2 separate regions of the Mus musculus genome follow, and region 2 is linked to region 1. Evidence: chromatin contacts called from public HiChIP or PLAC-seq data. All regions are on one chromosome and are shown on one strand. The core of a region is the stretch at or near the end of the contact, and the rest is flanking DNA. Distances in the headings are between cores, read along the strand shown.

The links. HiChIP or PLAC-seq counts read pairs in DNA pulled down with a chosen protein or histone mark.
Region 2: a contact with region 1 is called in an H3K27ac HiChIP or PLAC-seq map of extraembryonic endoderm stem cells. The contact joins the enhancer-like site here to the promoter of A930028N01Rik in region 1. A contact is called at or near these places in 3 of 484 Hi-C or Micro-C datasets (embryonic stem cells and stem cell-derived neural progenitor cells), 4 of 115 datasets of contacts at active chromatin or transcription factors (embryonic fibroblasts, embryonic stem cells, extraembryonic endoderm stem cells and 1 more) and 3 of 9 other capture datasets (adipose tissue, liver and pancreatic islet).

The regions. Positions count from the first base shown.
Region 1 is chr19:40,294,529-40,300,111 of GRCm38.p6, forward strand. It overlaps A930028N01Rik (a long non-coding RNA gene), which reads left to right and starts at 2,354. Exons shown (of 2, transcript XR_386702.4): 1 at 2,354-3,567; 2 at 4,731-5,583. Sorbs1 (sorbin and SH3 domain containing 1) reads right to left here. Exons shown (of 29, transcript NM_178362.1): 27 at 4,935-4,993; 28 at 2,004-2,116; 29 at 1-588. The coding sequence ends at 521.
Region 2 is chr19:40,330,367-40,335,551 of GRCm38.p6, forward strand. The region is part of intron 20 of Sorbs1 (sorbin and SH3 domain containing 1); the gene reads right to left. Among named protein-coding and RNA genes, the nearest start is that of A930028N01Rik, 36 kb to the left of the region's middle. Within about 2 kb of position 1,690, at least 28 of the 459 cell types and tissues checked have an H3K27ac peak or open chromatin away from gene starts, as enhancers often do. A contact at or near this core is called in adipose tissue and extraembryonic endoderm stem cells, where this site is marked.

The DNA of each region.
Region 1 (5,583 bases), core at 1,104-3,603:
CCATTTCTTCCCCTAGACTTCATCAAGTCATGGTGCTGAAGGAAAACTTCAAAACCAGACCAGCCTCTAGCAGCACTTGAGGTCTGCTGGCTCTGGGATACTCAGGAACAGAGGCAGGAGTTGTCAGTGATGCTCAGGCTATGACCTGTGGAACACGGATGGGGACTGACTTATCTAGCCCCAAGGGACCTCTTTAAAATGGGAGTGGGTAAAGACTGGGCACATTTTTTTTTTTTTTTTTTGGCTAATGTTGCTCATGGACATGCTCCAGATCAGATTCCCCAAGCAGCGGGGGCTAGAGCAGCTCCCAGAAGCAGTCATGTAAATACAGATGTCTTCAGCAGATAGTTAATCCCTGATACACAATGGGTTTCAAACACACTTCTCTGTTCCTTCTTTGAATTCTTTCTTTACCAACTGCATTAGTTTTCTTACTGACTCAGTACTTAAATAAAGAGACCAGTTCATGAATGATGCTTCATCCTCCGATAAAAAATAATCTCTGTGCTTTTTAGTCTTCTTATAGATATAAAGGTTTTACATAGTTGCCTGGAAAAGTACCAAACTGCCTCGTCCTTCTCGAAGTGCCTGGAAGAAACACAACAAGCAAACAAAAAAACAGACACAGAATGAGAGGGCACATACAACTGAGTTCAGAGAAGATGCTGGAGATGCTGTAGAGTCCCCCCTTGGTAACAACCTCACACTGTGATTTGCAAAGCTGTATCATTTGGGCTATAAAATGATGGGCAGTGAGGAGGAGGACCCAGGCTCAGAGTTAACAGAATCTGAACCCAGGTCTTCTGTCTCCAGCCCCACTGTTCATCCCAATACTCTGTCCTTGCTGATGAAAAATGTTGGGTTGCAAAATCCATATTAGGTCCCTTCTGAAGATAACTGAGGTGTGCAAGGAAGATACTCAGCCCAACACCCTTCCTTCAGCCAGGACACCGCCTTCATTGGAGAACTGGTGTCCCTTCCCACCGGCTGGAGATAGAAGCACTCCTAGAGGAATCTCACTGCAAATTTATTCTCAACCTCTCCTTCTTTCTCTTCGTCTATCTTTCTCTCCTCTCTCTTTTTTTTCTCTTGAAACAGTCTTGCTGTACAGCTCAAGATTCATTAAGACATCAGGACTAATTTAATAGGTTTTTCTTTACTTTTTCAATGCGGCCTGTCTAAAGTTTTCAGTTTTACACTTGGCACACCTACTGTTTCTATGGGGCTGCAGTATGCTCTGTGGCCTTTAGCTTCCTGATAAGACTTTCTTTTGTAAAGAACTCCACAGGGAGGCCTGGCTTCTGGGAGGACAGAGCATTTTCTAAGAGGTTGGTAAGTGTGCGTGAAGTCTGTGGTACTCAGAGACAAACCCAGGCCTCATGCTTTAAACAAATGTTCTACCACTGAGCCTTGCAGAACCCTCCTTTGTTTTATTATTTGAGCTGGTTGCTTTTCTTCAAGTTATTAGAAGCCTAGAATAACTACAATGATGTGAGGAACATCCACACATGTGCTCGAACTTTATGGTGGAGACCTAGTCATGTTCGTGTTCTCCACTCCTGTCCACCCCCCACCCTGGTAGTTTTTTTTTTTTTTTTGAGACAGGACTTCTATATATATCCCTGGCTGTCCTGGAACTCGTTCTATAGAATCGGCCGCCTGCCTCTACCTCCCAAGTGCTGGATTAAAGGCATGAACTACCACTGTCCAGACCTTGTGTTGTTTCTTGAGAGTTTTAAAGGTGGAATCTTTAAATATTAAAGACATATACACAATAGAAATATAAACGGAACCCAATTAACAGCAGTGACAAATGTGGCACTGCGGTCTGACATAGACTCTGGCATATCTTGGCTTTAGGTTCTACTCAGTGACATTCATACGACCTTGAGATGAGTGGCCCAGCATTCCTAGGGGCTGGAAGATTGCTTTTTACATGTCTCATCATTCTTAGTCCTTCTTCCAATACACTACTAGGAAGAAAAGCATGATGGGATTCTTACCAACAAACCATCCATCGTCACATTTTTCCATGACATCAACAATATCTCCATCTCGGAGTTCCAACTCATCATCGTTCTGTGGCACATAACTATATAACGCTTGGTAGCTACACCTACAAACCAGAGGAAGGACCAGTGAGTGGCTCAGCTGCCGACAGAATCTGATGCCCATCTACAAATCCCAACACTGTAAACCCAGCATCGATGTAATGTTTCCCACTTAATGTTGAAAGCATTTTATTGACTAGTGCTCTAGCATTGAAGAAATGCATTAAATCAATTAAGGCCAACAGGGGTTGGGGGACTTCTGATGATCAAGTAATGGTTAAACTTAGTTGTTTTTTTTTTCCTCATTACCATGGGAAACCTTTATTGTCTACAGCCTCTCCCTAGCCTCTATCCACTTTACTACCTTTAAAGTTAACCACGCCCCTTTTTATAATAGGATAATATAGGTAGATAATTAAGAATAATAAGCAGTTATTTAGTTCCAGGATTATTAAATTCTGGCAATCAATGTTAGAGAACAAAAAGCAATTGTACAAACGGGATAGATTATGCACAGGCAGAAAATTGTACATTCCCGGTTAAATGTATTGGCTCATGTTTGTGTTCTTAGCATGTAGGAAGCTGAGGTAGGAAGACGTCACTGAGTCTAAGGCCACTCTGTGCTGCACATTGAGCTCCTGGCTTACAGAGTAAGACCCAGACGGGTCAAGGACACCACAAGCAAACCCTTAGGGGCTCACTGAGACCGAAACAATAGTCAGGGAGTCTGCATAGGTCTAACCTAGGCCCTCTGCATATATTCTGTAGTTGTGCAGCTCAGTGTTGTGTGGGACTCCTAATAGAGGGAGCAGCAGCTACTTCTGACACTTTTTCCTGTTTTGTGACCCAGGGGTGGGGAGAGGGACTGGGAAAAGAGGAGGCAGGGAAAACTGGTGTCTGGATAAAATATGAGAGAACAAATTAATAAAAATATCAAAACCCCTCAGAGCAATACTAATTAAAACTAAGATAGCACATTCCCATTGTCTCACTGTGTGGGGGCCCTCTTCCGAACAGCCCGAAAACTCACTGCTTCTGCTCCACCCAAGGATAGCTGCAGATAAGGTTTTGTTGACTTGCTCTTTGGCCTAGGACATCTGGTCTGTGCTGCTCTGTGCTCTGATAACAGTGAGGCTCATTGTGAAACTGGCATCAGCTTCAGCAGCAAGGGAGAGCTTTGTTTTCATTCTCCTCTTACCAAATGCTTCTGGGGCATCTAATGTGCACCACCAATGTCACAATTCATTTTAAAACACCACGGTAGCACCAGCATTTTGTAAATGTGCCAATCAAATGCCATTTCCAATAATGCCAGTGAATTCCAATGTGGAGTAAGAGAGATTAGACAGCACATGGCGCTGGCTTAAAGCACTAACAGGCTTGTACTGACTGTCACACACAGGATCCTGTTTTCACCACTTGTCCCAGTGTGTTGAGATCTTGGTGGAAGGATCTGGGTGTGAGTGGGAAGGTCTCGTAACGAGGAATGGGAGAGATGAAGATAGCTTTCAAGTTGGTAAGTGAATACCTTGTCTCCTGTTTCTGTATTTATTTCTTACCTAGCTTGGATTCCTACCGCTGGATGTGTAATACATGTATGTCCTCACTAGCTTCTGAAACTGCCCGTCCCCTTAATTTCCACTATAACTGCTTTGCTAGAGAATGTTCTTTAAAATAACTCTGCTTGTCTGTCTGCAAACCGTGGAGAAAGACCAGAGAAAATATGTACCCTTTTGGCCTTAGTTCTAAAGGTCCCCTGTGGCTCGGAGGTCCCCAGCTGAGTTCTTCTGCTGGTTCTAGTACCCTACTCTCAACAGAGTGTCTCGTATTCTGTCCCCTATTTTCTACAAGACCTTAATCTTCCTCCCCTCCAGACCCGAGTCTGTCTCTCCTTGTTGTCCTGTCCCTGTTACTGTGTGCAAGGACCCCTCTCTCCTGGTCTCTAAGAGGCAGGCAACACTGCTGGCCAGATGCAACAAGCTCTGTTCTATAAAAGTGAGCATTCCTAGACCTGTGCCTGTCTTGCTGCTCTATTTTATCCTCCTTCACTGACTCTTTCTCTTTACCCCGACTCTCTGTTGGGAATCTTATGCATTTCCATGGTTACATAAAGTCACTCTGTTCTAGCTAAGGGTACCATGACTGACTTCATTTTTCCTAACCAACATCATCTTTGTCCCTCCTTTCTGAATCCCACGCTCCATCTGCTCCTTAGAACAGGCACAATCACCATACAACTCAGTTTAAAAGCCTTCAGTGGCTTCCTGGTGCCTGCAGAATAAAATCCAAACCTATCTCAGCTGCAGTCTAGAACCTGGTCTCACCCTGACATCTTAACTTTCATCTCTAACCTCACCTCCATGAACCATGTGCTGGCCACACAAACCTTCAGGGTCTCCAAACTACCCACTCTATCGATGCCCTTTCTGTCAGAGCTTGGTTCAACTCACTTTACTTCTTCTAGGAACAGGGTTTTCTCCTATGTGTATAAACCACAGGACGTATCCAAAAAATGTTTTGAATGAATGAGTGAATGAATCAACTCTGTTCACTCATTTCAGCTCAGAAGCAAGCGCTCCTTTCTTTCTGTTCTCCGCAGCATTGATATTGAAACTGGTTGGCACAGCTCTCATTTTCCCTAATATGGTCATTAACTCTTTACCCATCTCTCTCTTCCAGGAGTCCATGACCTCTTTAATTTACCTAGCACCTAGCTTCATGGCTGACAGGAAATACGGCCTTCCCTAGAAATCCCCAAAGAAGCGGGAAGCAATTAGCTCATCCGCCCACCCCCAAACAGCTGTGACGCCAGCCAACCATCCATTTTCCAAGGCAGCAAGTCCGCCAACAACATAAGAACCTAACTCCCCAGGCTGTACTTACAAATCCAGTGAGGGCTGACTCCTGTCTGGGGTGACTCTTCGCTGCTGGGCTTGAGGTTGCTGAGAAATGATTAAAGATGATTTATTGTCAGAAGGGGGTACCTTGTGATGGAAGTCAAGGGGATGAGAGACAGTGCTGCAGTAATGAACAGATTTCTCCGCAATGTTTATGATCTCATTGCAAACCGCTTCCTGTGAGGTGGCCCCGCGGTATCCAGAAACCCCCATAAAACAGTCAATGTGGGGACAAAAAAAAAAAAAAAAAAAAGAGAGAGAGGAAGAGATGTAACATTCCAGACGAAGCACGTAAGTCCAGGGAGAAAACAGAGTTGAAGATCCGGGTTAAAAAACAGAGAGAGAGATTCCAGTAGTAGAGTGCAGGAGGGATCCAGGTAAGCATGGAAAGACAGGTAAGATACAGAGGAATTTGGCATTTAGTATGACTATTTTGAAAAGGCAGCAGCATAACAGCCTGTGATTAGTGACTAACTGTTACAGCTGGAATAATCTCTGGCTGCAAATGCAACAATGTATCCCCCGTCATGCACTAACTAGCACATCATTTAATCCCACCTGCAGGCAGGGTGGAACTGTCTCTAAATTCCTCCTCTCCTTTAGAGGCACAGAGGGTGGCCGAATCCCTGGCTCTA
Region 2 (5,185 bases), core at 440-2,939, 35 kb after region 1:
CTGATGGTGTCTTGGAATACTTCCCTCTGGCCAACAAGGTAGTGGTTCGAATGGTGCAGGAGTCAAGGGTATTTGCGTTTCATGACATCATTACCACCAATCGTCATCTGTCAGGACTCTACCCCAGGAGCAAGTGGTTCCAGAACCCAGGAATCAAGGAAGAAAGGATGCTCTGCTAAGACACAGTGTTGTCCCCACTGTTCAGTGGATAAGTGCCCCCCCCCCCAGCACTATTAACAACCCTCACAGCTGCCGCTCATGCTACCTCATGCTCACCACAGGCTAAGGGCTCTGCAAGAGCGATTTCAGGGCTCCACCCTGAGGCTACAGGTCCCTCCCTCTTACTATAGACAGCATACATGAAAAGAATTTCCCTTTCTCAGCTGAAACAGAAAAAAGAAGTCACTGGAACCCAAAAGATGAGAGAACCCCATCTCAAGGCTGAGAAACACGCAAACCAAGGAAGTGCTAAGCAGCCTTCTAGGCTCATCTCTTACTTGGAGAAACCTCAGAGAACCAGGCTGGACTGACCTATTTCCCTCGGCTTGCCTTGATTTCTAAGAGCCCGTGGACTCTACCGCGCACAAGGACACCCAATGAATGTTCGGAACGAATAAAAGGCTACATTTTCTAAATGCGAAAGGTGGCATATGGGCTGAGTAATGATATGTCTTGATATGTACAACCATGAATTTCGAAATTCCTTTTTAAAAAAAAAAAGTTAATTTAGAGATCCTGACTCGTATTCTTTTTGATATAGCAAAGTCCTAGGAACTCTATGTCCTTAAGCAAAGGCAGTCTCCACTCTGGTCCTCAGTTTCCTCTTGGGAGCAATGGAACACATGACCCATCCTCAGGGGAACTGTTTGAGATGGTGTCCTTAAAAACGTGTGTTGAAGCTCTCGGATACTGCTCTTAATAAGGTGCCTCAGGCTGGGCGGTGGTGGCGCACGCCTTTAATCCCAGCACTTGGGAGGCAGAGGCAGGCAGATTTCTGAGTTTGAGGCTGGCCTGGTCTATAAAGTGAGTTCCAGGACAGCCAGGGCTATACAGAGAAACCCTGTCTCGAAAAACCAAAAAAAAAAAAAACAAAAAAACAAAAAAACAACAACAACAAAAAAAACCCCTTCATTTCCTGACTTGAAAACTGACCGAAGTTTGCTTGGAGGGACCATCCATACCTCCAGAGAAAAGGATTTGGCTTTCCTAGGCTCAGGGGTCAGGCCTAAAGCTTTTGGGCCACAGGATATGCTCATAAACACTCTGCCCTCTCACCCCAAGATTCTGATTAAAAAAAAAAAAAATCAGCTCCCATTAAAAATGGTGAACCCAGAATGTAGTTCTACAGATACCACTTTCAAAAAGGTGGACGTTCATCTAAACTGGCTTTTAAACTTTGGGTTTCCTAATTAAACATCAGTGTAACATCCCATTTTCTCCCTTTTGTACAACCCCCAACTGAAGAGCTATCCACTGTCCTTTGTCAGCCCCCAGCTAAGGGGACAGAGGACTTTGGTGGCATGAGGGCCCTGCCTGGCCCTTGCTGTTGGCGGGTAACTTGGACAACTTCCACCTGCCACCTGTGTCTCTGAATCACTTCACCCTCAGCCAGCGCTTCAGCCCACCGTTAGTCTCCCACAGCTGCCTGGCCTCATCTATCTCAGCAGCCCTCGGCACTCCCCCACCCAGCCTGCCTGCTCTCTGTGCCCCACCCATTTCTTCCTGCTTCCCACAGATCCACAAGCCAGCACTCAGGAAACCTCTGGGAATGCAGTTGCTCCAGACAAATGTTTTCTTTCTGATAACAAAGCTGACAAAAGAATGCTTTCCCCAGATGGTTGAGGTACACTGCGGCATCTTATTAAGAGAAGTATCCGAGAGCTTCAACACATGTTTTTTTTTTGTTTGTTTGTTTGTTTTTCGAGACAGGGTTTCTCTGTATAGCCCTGGCTGTCCTGGAACTCACTTTGTAGACCAGGCTGGCCTCGAACTCAGAAATCCACCTGCCTCTGCCTCCCGAGTGCTGGGTTTAAAGGCGTGCGCCACCACACCCGGCTCAACACATGTTTTTAAGTACACCATCTCAAACAGTTACCCTAAGGATGGGTCATTTGTTCCACTGCTCCCAAGAGGAAACTGAGGACCAGAGTGGGGACTGCCTTTGCTTAAGGGCATAGAGTTCCTAGGACTTTGTTAAATCTAAAAAGATGAGAGCTGAAAGAAGTCCCATGGGACCCTTGGCTGAGTGACTGAGATACAACCAGAATTAGCAGCTGCTGACATTAAACCAAACCAGTCAGGTTCGGAAGCTCAGCTCTGAGAAGTTTGTGTTGAGTCCCATGTATGCTAACTGAACTGCTGGGACACAGGGCGGAGAACTGAGCTTCTGTGCGACGAAGAACCAGTCACGGGGTTTCAACAAAACCACGCTCACTGGAAGGATAAAGTGAGCGATCACTTGGAGTCAGCTGCTTCCATGTGTGTAACAGAGGTGTGGGGCAGTGGACAGGCTGCCTTCCATGTGTGTAACAGAGAGGCCCAGGGTCAGTGGACAGGGTACTGAAAAGCCAGATTCCAACAAAGAACGCAGCAGCCCAGCTGAGATGCACTCCTGCTCGAGTTGTTTGGTGGTTTGTTTGTTTGTTTGTTTGTTTTTTAAAGCTTGCAAACAAGATGATTTTCTTGGCTTCAGTTTCTTTCGTTTGCAGCATTAACACTGGTGGTGAGATTGTGTAGGAAACCCATCAGCAAACCTGTACACCTTTCTGTCCGTCTCCAAGCTGACTGCCAGCCACACTACCTGAATGTTCTCCAAACAGCTCCAACCCAACACATTCCAAACCAAAGCTGGCTCTGTACAGCCACCCTGCCCTCACTCAAGCACAAAGTCTGAGGAATCGGTGCTTCCTCGCCTTTCTCCCCAGTCTCCTTCAGCCATCAGGCCCCGCTTCCTTGATAGTCTACAGTAATTCCCTTGTTCTCTCTACTGCCCAATTGTCACTTCATTACCATTATGACCCCACCCAGCTGCTAGTCACTTTTGGTATCATATCTAAAGAAAGACATATGATGACCTGCAGTCACTCTTGGTATCATATCTAAAGAAAGACATATGACGACCCAACATGTGAGACTTACTAAACAAGTATTTACTGAGCACCTTCTATGTGTCAATCTTTCTCATAGGTAGGAAGACTGAACAAGGGACATAACTGACCAAAGTTTCTAGCCCAGGAGAGATGGCTTGGCAGTTAAGAGCATAACCCCGGTCTTGCTGAAGACCTGAGTTCAGTTCCCAGTACTTCAGGCAGCTCAAAACTACCTATAACTCCAGCTCCAGGGGATGCAACCACACTTTTCATCATAAGGACACTGAATTCTCAGGCACATACACATACGCATATGCACACACACAAATATATATATATATATAATTAAAAATATCTTAAATCTTTCCTGTTGAAAGTCAGTTGACTACTTTATGAAGAAATACAGGCCACTGCATGAATGTAGCTTTGTGGGAGGGAGTCTATACAGTTCTCTAGAAGTTCCATCTTAAAGAATTTTGTGATGAACCAAAAAAAAAACATTTTTTAAAAATTTTATAATATAATGTTCCCGCTACTCAGTTTTTTATTTTTCTTCTTCTTTTTTTTTTTTTTTCTCTATAAAGTCTCCCTTGATCTCTCTCTTCCTCCATCCAGTGAGAGGAGCCCGCCCCCTTCTGGATCTCAGCATCACATATGCCACGCTGGATTCAAGTTACCACTAACAAATCCGGTTCACCTTCCACAGTGACTCCAGCAGGTTGTTGGTTAATCTTCCTAAGCTTGGTGCCCTTTAAGGTTGTTAAACAAAAGCTGGTGGAATAAAGGCTCCTAAATCCAAATGCCTACATGCACACAGGCTTCTGGTATATTTTTACGGGCTGGGGAAATCTCCAATGCTTTCTATAGCTCTTCAGGTTGTGTTTTGTTCTCAGATTAAGGAAACTGCTCTCTGTGGGTTCAGAAAGAGCAGCTTTTCCTTAAGTGCCACTTGCTGGCTGAACAGAGCAGAGCTCTTTCGGTTAGGTGAAAACAGCTTTAATATGCAGAAATGATAAACGGTAGTTAGATGAAAATTACAAACTTAAAGGTCTAGAGACAGTTGGAGAATAAAACAGTGACAGTGACTCAAAATGCTAGTACTACAAAGGCTTGCTTATATTGTATTCAATAGCTCAAAATTGGCTTTATTATGCTTTTGGCTACATTCCTACTAAGTTTGAATCAGTATAGTTTAGGTGAGGTGCTACTACTGACACCTGGCCCAGAGTATCATCAGCTATGAACTGTGTGCAGAACACTGAGCTAGGACACCCATTTCCTCACATGTCATACCTGCACCTGGGATGCTCAGAGGAATAAATGTGAAGAGGACACAGTAAGTGTTCAATAAACTTAAAAGTATGCCACTGAGATCTGTGCTCTTAGCCCCAACTGATCACCATGGTAGTGACTTACTCTTCCAAACACTTCTAACCGTTACATATACTTCATTCCTCTGCCGCTTTGTCTTTTATTCACTATACTTATTTTGTGAAGGTGAGAGGATCCCCCAGAAAATCAAGGGACCGTGCCAAAATTCCTACTGTGGGAAGTAGCCTAGTGCTGGCACATCTAAGGAATTCGCTGAGCTGCCTTCTCTGGGCAGTTCTGGGAGAAGGCATGAAGGGTCAGAGGGAAGGCCAGGCAGCAATGGTTAATACCAAGCAATGCTGAAGCAAGGTGGGCGGGGAGAGTCCTGGTTAAAATGCCCAGTGCAACCAAACCCTGCCAGACCTCAAATTTATCAAATTTATCTACCTGGCACCCTGAAGATAGGTCTTGTCCCTGAAGAGTTTATAATAACAGTTAGGAAAGTATCCACAAATAACTCAGATAATTGCAGCAGACGCAGAGGCCGGATAAAGCACTAGCGTGAGCCTGGGCATGAGAAAGTCCAGGCAGAACTTTTTTATACAGCGTAGGAGCTTGCTATGTACTACAGATCTCCTAGGGTAAGATAAAGGTAGCCCTGAAAATAACTCAGACAGAGTAAGAGCTGCATGGCAAAGCCCTGGGAAGGGCATTCTGGGAGAGGATTAGAGTTAGAGGAGACCATGGTCATGTAAAAAAAATGGACTCTACCTCTAGGTGGAGAC